3 separate regions of the Sus scrofa genome follow, and all the other regions are linked to region 1. Evidence: chromatin contacts called from public Hi-C and HiChIP or PLAC-seq data. All regions are on one chromosome and are shown on one strand. Each heading gives the region's core, a stretch centred on a gene start, on an enhancer-like site or on the middle of the called end of the contact. The rest is flanking DNA. Distances are from core to core; before and after follow the strand shown. Region 1 holds the start of C17H20orf196. Region 2 holds the start of MCM8 (DNA helicase MCM8). Region 3 holds the start of GPCPD1 (glycerophosphocholine phosphodiesterase GPCPD1).

Region 1 (2,851 bases), core at 181-2,680:
TTTTTTTAAAATTGCAGATACTGACAAAACTGCTTAAAAAACTCGTATGGAAATGCAAGGGATCCACACAGACAAAACAATCTTAAAAAAGAAGAACAAAGTTGGAGTACTCATTCTTTCTAATTTCAAAACCAATCACAAGCTTCAGGAATCATGGCTGTGTAGAACTGTAATAAGGATAGACATATAGATTAATGGAATAAAACTGAGAGTCCAAAAGTAAAAGCTTACATTTATGGCCAATTTATTTTCCCCAAGGTGCTGAGATAATTTCACACGGTAAGAATGGTCTTTTCAATGCTGAGACAACTGGATATCCATATGCAAACAGGTAAAATGGCTCAAGTACTTTGGAAAACAGTTTAGCAATTCCTCAAATGGTCAGCGTTACAGCTGGATCTGGCAACTCCTCTCGTAGATATATGTACATGCTCAAGAGAAATAAAAACATGTGTCCACACAAACTTTATACAAATGTTCACAGCAGCCAAAAAGTGGAAACAATCCAAATGTCCATGAACTGATGAATGGCTGAATAAAATGTAGTATATGAAAACCAGGAATATTTTTCAGCAATAAAGGAACTAAGTTCCAATACATGCCACAAGAACTTTTTAAAACATTTTACTTAGTGAAAGAATTTAGTCAAGAAAGACCACTTATTGTAGGATTCCATTTACATCAAATACGCAAACTGACAAATCTATAGAGACAAAAAGTAGACTAATAATTGCCTAGGACTGGGGAGGTCCTCGTTGGGGGGGGGGGTGACTGCTAATGAGTACAGGGTTTTCATCACCTGGAGCTGATGGAAATATTCTAAAATTAGATTTTGGTTATGGAAACACAATTCTGAGGATATACGAAAACCCACTGAATTGACACCTACAGCAAGTGGAAGTTCCAGGCCAGGGATCAAACCCATACTGCAATAGGGACCTTCGACACAGGAGCAGAATGACAGATCCGTAACCCGCTGTGCCACAAGGAACTTCCAATTTTTATACTTTATGCAAATTGTATTATAATATGTGAATTATATCTCAATAAGTTTGTTTTTTAAAAAGAAGAACCAAAGCTCATCTAGACACGGCCCGCAAATTCTGGGACTTCCCCAAAGCTGTGGCTGAGACGCCCCATGTAATGGGAGGGGAGGAGTTTGGGAATGTGCCAAGGAAAGCAGCCATAACTTCCCAGTTTGGAAAGAACGGCTGAAGTCTCGTGGAGAGTCCTACCTTTCCCCCAATTCAAGGCACTCGAGCGTCTGCAACGAAAACTGACCTAGAAAAATCGCCAGGGCCCACTGACACTCACCACCCCGAAACAGCAGCGGCTTCCAACCGGAAGCGGAGGCCCCATGTTTATTACGGGAAAAGCGAGGTTGAAAGGAAGTCGCTGGAACCATCTTTGCTAAGGGCAGGAAAGACCAAGGGGAGGGAGTTGCGGCCATCTTGACTGAGGGCATGGGTATAGCCAATGATGCGTTCCACGTAGGGCTAGTTTCGGCAGTTTCTAGAGGTTTTATTGATGAGTGTGCTTGGTAGACGCTAAAGGGAACAAGAAAAATATTTTAAATTTTTGAAAACTTCAATATCTACACTTTGAAAAACATGAAAAGTAGAGAGATTTAAAAAGATAATGTTAATATTTCAATATGTTGCAGGCGGGTACTGCTGCACACCGCCAAAATGTCAGGACCACAGATAAGCGAATGAGGGTTACTATTTCCATCTCATCATATTCTTGAAAAAGCACTGTACACCTACAGCCTCCTATAGATGCCTACACTAGTATAGAACCCCATAAGTTAGGAATCTTATGCTCAGGATGAAGATTTTAAATAACACTAGCTGAAGTTCGGCGAACTACCTGCCAGATACTACAGTCTGGCTGATATAGTGACGTTTTGAAGTCAAATTTAAAGATACAATTAGAAGTAAAACGTTCCTTCACATTCAGACAAACCTAACACAGTAAATATAAATTCAGCTTTTGCTTCCAGCTTTGTGCTTTGATAATCAGTGTATAATTTTGATTTTCACTTTTTTCTATGTAATATATCTCATTAAAAACTCTTCCAGGGAGTTCCCTGGTGGCCTAAAGATTAAGAATCAGCCATTGTCACTGCTGTGGCTCAGGTTATTGCTGTGGCTCAGGTTCAATCCCTGGCCCAGGAATTTCTGCATGCCCCCCCAACAAAAAATAGAAATGATAAACTCAAATGTTATTGAATGAAATTAATTATCTGATTATACAACAATTTAGAATGACTTTAGGAGAGCCCGTCCTGGTGCAGTGGAAACAAATCTGACTAGGAACCATGAGGTTGCAGGTCTGATCCCTGAGGATCTGGCGTTGCCATGAGCTGTGGTGTAGGTCACAGACACGTGGCTCAGATCTGGCATTGCTGTGGTTCTGGCATAGGCTGGGGGCTACAGCTCTAATTAGACCCCTAGCCTGGGAACCTCCATATGCCACAGGTGTGGCCCTAAAAAAGACAAAAAGACAAAAAATAAAATAAAATAAAATAAAATGACTTTAAAATAACAAAAGAAAATTCCGATCATTCACTGCATTCTCAGTTTTCCTGTCTCTTTAGTCTTGCTTAGTCTCTGTTTCTCCATTTTTCTTTGTATTTCTTGGCACTGACATTTTGAAGAGTACAGTTCAGTAATGAGTAGAATGTCCCTCAATTTGAGTTTGTCTGAGGATACACCTGGTTCTCAACGGCACTGAACATTGCTGATCACTCCCTCCTTCTGTAAAGCCCTTGTCCCTGAGCTTCTCTGATACCGCTTTCTTCTAATTTTTCTCTTTCCTCTCAAAAATTCATCTACAAGCTCCTTTATAA
Region 2 (2,851 bases), core at 142-2,641, 180 kb before region 1:
ACTGAGCAAGGGCAGGGACCGAACCCGCAACCTCATGGTTCCTAGTCGGATTCGTTAACCACTGCGCCACGATGGGAACTCCTTATAATAACTTTGAATGGAACATAATACATAAAATATTAGGTCACTATGTTGTTTACCTGAAACTAATACCTTATAAACATTATAAATAATATTTTAATCAGCTATAAACAATAATAAACTATAAATTCAATAGTTCATTCCCAAGGGTTAAAATGTATAAAAATATACCCATACTCTAACGCAATTCATTACCAGGCAGCGTATCTGCATCTATATTTATTTACTTATTTTTATATTTTTGTCTTTTGCCTTTTTTTTAGAGCTGCATCCACAGCATATGGAGGTTCCCAGGCTACAGGTCTAATTGGAGCTGTAGCTGCCAGCCTACGCCACAGCAACGCCAGTTCTGAGCCGCGTCTGTGACCTACACCACAGCTCACGGCAACGCGGATCCTTGACCACTGAGCGAGGCCGGGGATCGAACCCTCAACCTCTTGGTTCCTAGTCGGATTCGTTTCCGCTGCGCCACAATGGGAACTCCCGCAGCTCTATTTAAAAAGATTTAATTAATACGTTAATAACTAAACAAGTTCACGATCTTAAGGCACTAACATGGCTTTGATAATCATGTAGACCACATCGTACGTCAAGAAACTGAAGCAAAAAAAAAAAAAATTAACTATGTGCTTGGGCTGTGCGATGGAAATCCTGTGAAATCAGACTGTTATGATCATTATAAGCTACAGATGTGATAAATTCATTTGAGTAATAAAAAATGAAATAAAATTAAAAAAAATTAACTGATCAACTGGTGACAGAACGAAGCTCAAATTTCCTATCCACATTCCCAGGCTGAAGCTCTCCTTCGACAACGCTATGTCCCCTATCTTTCTCAAAGGAGGTAATACAGTGGGAATAACTACTAAGGAGTAGGACTGGAGAAAGAGGCAAGGACCCGCCCGTCGAGCTGCTATGCTTGGTCAAATACCTCGCTTCATTTAAGTCTTCTCAGACTAAGTTTTTACTTGCAAAGGATGACAGGTCACAGAGCTCTCTTAGTTCGTGGATGGGTTGGCTCTCCCTTCCTAGCTGGGGGAAGCTCGGCGGAGCGGAGGAGACTCCACGGTCCGAGCTCCTCAGATGACTCTGCCTAAGTCCCGCAGACTCTTCGCCCTCAGCTTACCTGACGTCCCCGGGAGGGGCCAAGGATTGTACGTCAAAGCTGCTCGGGGACCTCGGCTTCTCCACTGAGGCTGCAGTGGGTCGCCGAATAGGTCTACTTCAGGCAGCCACAACAGGGTCTGAAACCTAACTCCAGTCTTCTAAGTTCTTTTTTGGCGCTTCTGTGACGCAACTTCCGCCCGTAGCTGCGGCGTGACGGGAGGGGCGAGATGGAGGGCAGCCAATCAAGGAGATCGGCCAGACGGAAGCTGTGAGGCTCCCGGAAGTTGTCCTGAGGCTCTGACCGGAAAGCGGAAGCGGTGCGCAGCACGTGGGGGAGGTGCAGATCTCTGGGCTCGGCGTCCCCTCGGTTTGTGCGAGGCCAGGCCGCCGGCGGCGACAACCCTAGACGAGGGGCGGAGAGGGAACTAGAGAGACGCCGCGGAGCTCAGAGATCGGCTGAGCGTCATGGAGGGCTCTGACGAGCAACCGGGCCCACAGCCACTGCATCCCGGGGATCACTGCATCCGCGACGGCGACTTCGTGGTGCTGAAACGGGAAGATGTGTTTAAAGCAGTGCAAGTCCAGCGGAGAAAGTAAGTCAGGTCTCTGGCCTTATGGTTTCCCAGCCCCCACCTTCAGGAGACGCTCTCTCTCATTAACTACTCTCGGGTCTTCGCACCTAGGCATTTGCATCCAAGACCCCGTTCTCAGCCCCTGGGATCCGTTTCACCCCACCTGTCTTAAGCATCCCGCTTAATCTTTCCACAGAGTTCTTTTCCCATTCTTGGCTTTAGGTGCCTTGCCTCTTTCACCATCCCTGTCCCGGAGTTCTTTTCCTAGGTTCTTGAGGTCTTCTTTCCTATCTTCTCACAGAACCCCTTCACCCTCTGATCTCACCCTTGTCTCCCAGAGTCCACCCAACGCCCCATCACTACTTTATTTTGTATTCTTGAAACCAATACTTTTTTCTTCTCAGATTTTCTGATTGGAAATGTGTATGTGCTTCCAAGTACATAATTTTGAAAAGTGCTAATACTAATTATTTAAACTTTTTAGTTGAAATATAGCAATGCAGCAAAGTCCTTAGGTCATAAGTTGGATGAATGATTTCAGAGTTACACAGCTGTATAGTAACTGTAGGTGAAACTTCGGTTTCTCTCTTGCATTGTCCTTTTAAGTTACTTTATTGTGAAATGTGATTGTTAGAGTATACTTCTCAATAGTGTGCTCTTTCAGACAAGAGCTTTTTATTTCTAAGGAGACATCTCTATTTCTGAAACATATTCTTTAGACAGTCATTTTGAAACATTTCCATCAGTTTTCTTGGCAGCAGCCATGGCATTAGTTTCCATTTTATTTAGAAAATTAAGCTTTGAGCTCAGTTACATCCCAGGCCAGATTCTCCCTTCACTATTCCTCAAGGCTGCATTCATCTGGTTGTGCAGAAGCAATCCTGGCTCTCTGAGCAGACTCTGCAAATACCACTTTTTCCCAGCAAAGCACACAGGGTCCACTTTTCCTGACTAGGGCAGTGACCTCCTGTTAGGCCAAACAGTTTGCCTGACACACTCTGCTTTGCCTACCAGACCAGCTGCCAGAGGGATAAACCCAGCCTAGCTCAGACGCAGGGGCACTCTGCTAGCCCTGGGGTACTCAAAGGATG
Region 3 (2,851 bases), core at 220-2,719, 130 kb after region 1:
CTCGGGATCCGAGCCGCGTCTGCAACCTACACCACAGCTCACGGCAACGCCAGATCCTTAACCCACTGAGCAAGGCAAGGGACTGAACCTGCAACCTCATGGTTCCTAGTCGGATTTTTTAACCACTGCACCACAACAGGAACTCCAATTTTATTATTATTGTTTTGTTTTTTGGGTTTTTTTTTTTTTTGCTTCCCTGCAGCACATGGAGTTCCCCAGCCAGGGATCAGATCCGTGCCATAGTTGTGACTTAAGCTGCAGCTCAGCAATGCCGTATCCTTAACCCACTGTGTCCAACTAGGGGTCAAATCCACACCCCAGCACTCCCCAAATCCCTGATCCCCTTATGCCACAGTGGGAACTCCAAGACGGTTCTTTGTAAATTTTCGGTATCACACTTGATTTAAATGATTAAATAAAACCTGATAAAATTTTCTTTCAGGAATTAATCAGTGGTTAACCTTGATGCTGGAAAATGTTAAGTTGGGTGAGTGGCAAATGCTGATTAACTCATTTTTCTGGGACCATCAAAAGAGAAAAAAAAACTTCACTTTTTTTTCTTGTCTTTTTAGGGCCCCACGCCTGGCACATGGAAGTTCCCATGCTAGGGGTCTAATCAGAGCTACAGCTGCTGGCCTTACCAGAGCAATAGCAACCCCCAGATTCCAGCCCCGTCTGCAACCTACACCACAGCTCAGGGCAACCCGGTTCCTTAACCCACTGAGCGAGGCCAGGGTTGGAACCCGAAACCTCATGGTTCCTAGTCGGATTCGTTTCCGCTGTGCCACTATGGGAACTCCTCGCTTTTTTTTTTTTTTTTCTTAATATAGCTCATTTTTTCCCCCAGAAATTAAACTACAATTTTTTGCTACTTTTTCCAGCTTCCATAAAATTTCCTTCAAACTTTAATTTACATACAAATAATCTGGGGATCTTGTTAAACGCAATTCGAATAGGCAGAGGATCCCAATAGAGCAATTCTGATCGCTCCCAGGTGATACTGCTGGCTTGGAATATCAAGCTTTCGCAGCGAATGTTGTAAACGCTCAACCATCTTAGGTCACTTAATTCTCCTTCTTAACCCTAAAGATCTGACCCAAGTGTGCTTGTTAATTTGGAACGGAGGAAAAGTTCCTGAGGTCAGGCCTGCTCATTTCTCTCGCTTTCCGATGAGGAAAAATGCAATTTATAATTGCAGCTCCACGTCCTAGTCTAGGTTGTCTTAATACTTAAGAGTTCCAAGATAGGCATCTATGAACCCAAGCCAGGCCTGCTCGGCGCCGCCACCCGCGGCGGATTCCAGCCAACGGAAAAGGCAGACGCCGGGGACCCCGGGGATGCCCGGCCACCACCGATTGACGATGCGGGCCCTTTCCAGGAACTCGCGCGGCCCGCCCCTCACGCGCGGGCGCCTATTGGTTCGGACGGCGCCGGGCGTGACGTCAGGCCCCGCCCGCCAGCCCTCCAGCCCCGCCCCGCGGGATGGCCTGGCGGTTTGGTCTGGAGCAGCTGAAACCGGTTTGAGCGGAGCCGCTTCCTGCCGCTGGGCGCCGCAGCGGTCCGACTCGGAGAGAGCTGGCGAGGTGCGCACGGCGGGTACCCGGCACCTCGGCCCGCGGCACTGCTGTCTGGCGCTGCGGTGGAGGCGCGGACCAGTGGACGGGGCAGGTGAGGCGGGAGGCCGGGCGCTCGACGCGGGGGCCACGGCTGCTGCTCACGTGGCAGCCGAGCTGTCAGGGCGACCCGGCGAGGGGACGCGGTGGGGCGAGGCGTGGGGAGGGTCCCCCAGCCCGAACGGGATCTGCCCGCCGTGGAGACCGCGGCCTGGACGTTGGCTCTCGTAGGTCTGTGGGTAACGCATATTTACTGTATTTATCGTTTGTTGTCACGATTCCGCGGAGCTGCCGGGTGCTTAGTTACCCTCCAAAAATTTTGTAGTGTTTTCAAAATACCAGAATGCATAGACCATAGGACTACCACAACCACGAGTGTTCCAAAAAGCAAGTTAAGGAACGAAGGAACATAAATGCAGCTGAAGTCGTCTGTGTACCCCTAGCAGCATACCCTTCGCCCACCACCACTCTCAGGTTTTATCGCTAAGTAATTCATAGTGTTTTGACAACTGCTTATTTTCTGAAATTGCTTAGTCTTGGGCATGCTTGTGTAATTCAGTCATTCCAAGAAACCGAAATGCCTTACTCTCTTAGGAAAAGGTTCCAGGAATAGACATCAGTGCCCTTGAAATAATTTTAAGACAGCTGCCCCTTCTCCTAAAGCTCTACTTTTTCCAAAGCTCTTTAAATGACCCTGATGACTTCTGGAAAAAAGCCTCCAACGTTTCGATGCTTCATCAGCCCCCTTTTACCCAACTGTTCGTTTCCAAAGGAAATCGGTCATGAATTTAGTCTCGAATTGTAAAGAAATCTTTCACCTTGAGCCAGCTGTCTAGTCTGATGTAACACTTAGAGGAACTGATAGAACCAAGCAGGATGTTTGGACTTGATGTTTTTTTCATACTCTTTTTCAGCCCTTCCTATTTCTGTGCAGTTCCTATTCATTAACCTTTCACCTTACTCCTTCTTGTTACATTTCTGACAGTTAAGACTTAGCTAAGAAACAAATACAAGCTATCAGTCCTTTTCCAACTGGTAACATTCTAGATACAAATAACACAAGATAAACAGGTAAAACTGCAAATGGCTCAGATGGTTCTGGGCTTAACCAGGGAGAACCAATGTTCTAGACCAGTAAGACTTAGAAAAGTTGGACTCAGAAATGACCACAAAAGAAATCTCAGTAGCAGAGTAAGTAAAATTTGATATGTTCAAAACGTAAGCTGATGAGTCAAAAC

Evidence for each region. Hi-C and Micro-C count contacts between places; a contact is called where the count stands out from the background. HiChIP or PLAC-seq counts read pairs in DNA pulled down with a chosen protein or histone mark.
Region 2: a Hi-C map of skeletal muscle shows a contact between it and region 1, with 4 times the contacts expected there. The contact joins the promoter of MCM8 here to the promoter of C17H20orf196 in region 1. A contact is called at or near these places in 3 of 47 Hi-C or Micro-C datasets (heart right ventricle and skeletal muscle) and 1 of 2 datasets of contacts at active chromatin or transcription factors (alveolar macrophages).
Region 3: an H3K27ac HiChIP or PLAC-seq map of skeletal muscle shows a contact between it and region 1. The contact joins the promoter of GPCPD1 here to the promoter of C17H20orf196 in region 1. A contact is called at or near these places in 4 of 5 promoter capture datasets (fetal liver, fetal skeletal muscle and liver), 19 of 47 Hi-C or Micro-C datasets (alveolar macrophages, blood, brain and 10 more) and 2 of 2 datasets of contacts at active chromatin or transcription factors (alveolar macrophages and skeletal muscle).

What each region holds. Positions count from the first base shown.
Region 1 is chr17:14,609,302-14,612,152 of Sscrofa11.1, reverse strand. C17H20orf196 reads right to left here and starts at 1,430. Exons shown (of 3, transcript XM_021078198.1): 1 at 1,315-1,430. The coding sequence starts at 1,359.
Region 2 is chr17:14,788,938-14,791,788 of Sscrofa11.1, reverse strand. It overlaps MCM8 (DNA helicase MCM8), which reads right to left and starts at 1,391. Exons shown (of 17, transcript XR_002339862.1): 1 at 1,208-1,391. TRMT6 (tRNA (adenine(58)-N(1))-methyltransferase non-catalytic subunit TRM6) reads left to right here and starts at 1,471. Exons shown (of 9, transcript XR_002339863.1): 1 at 1,471-1,781.
Region 3 is chr17:14,474,841-14,477,691 of Sscrofa11.1, reverse strand. GPCPD1 (glycerophosphocholine phosphodiesterase GPCPD1) reads left to right here and starts at 1,469. Exons shown (of 20, transcript XM_021078049.1): 1 at 1,469-1,668.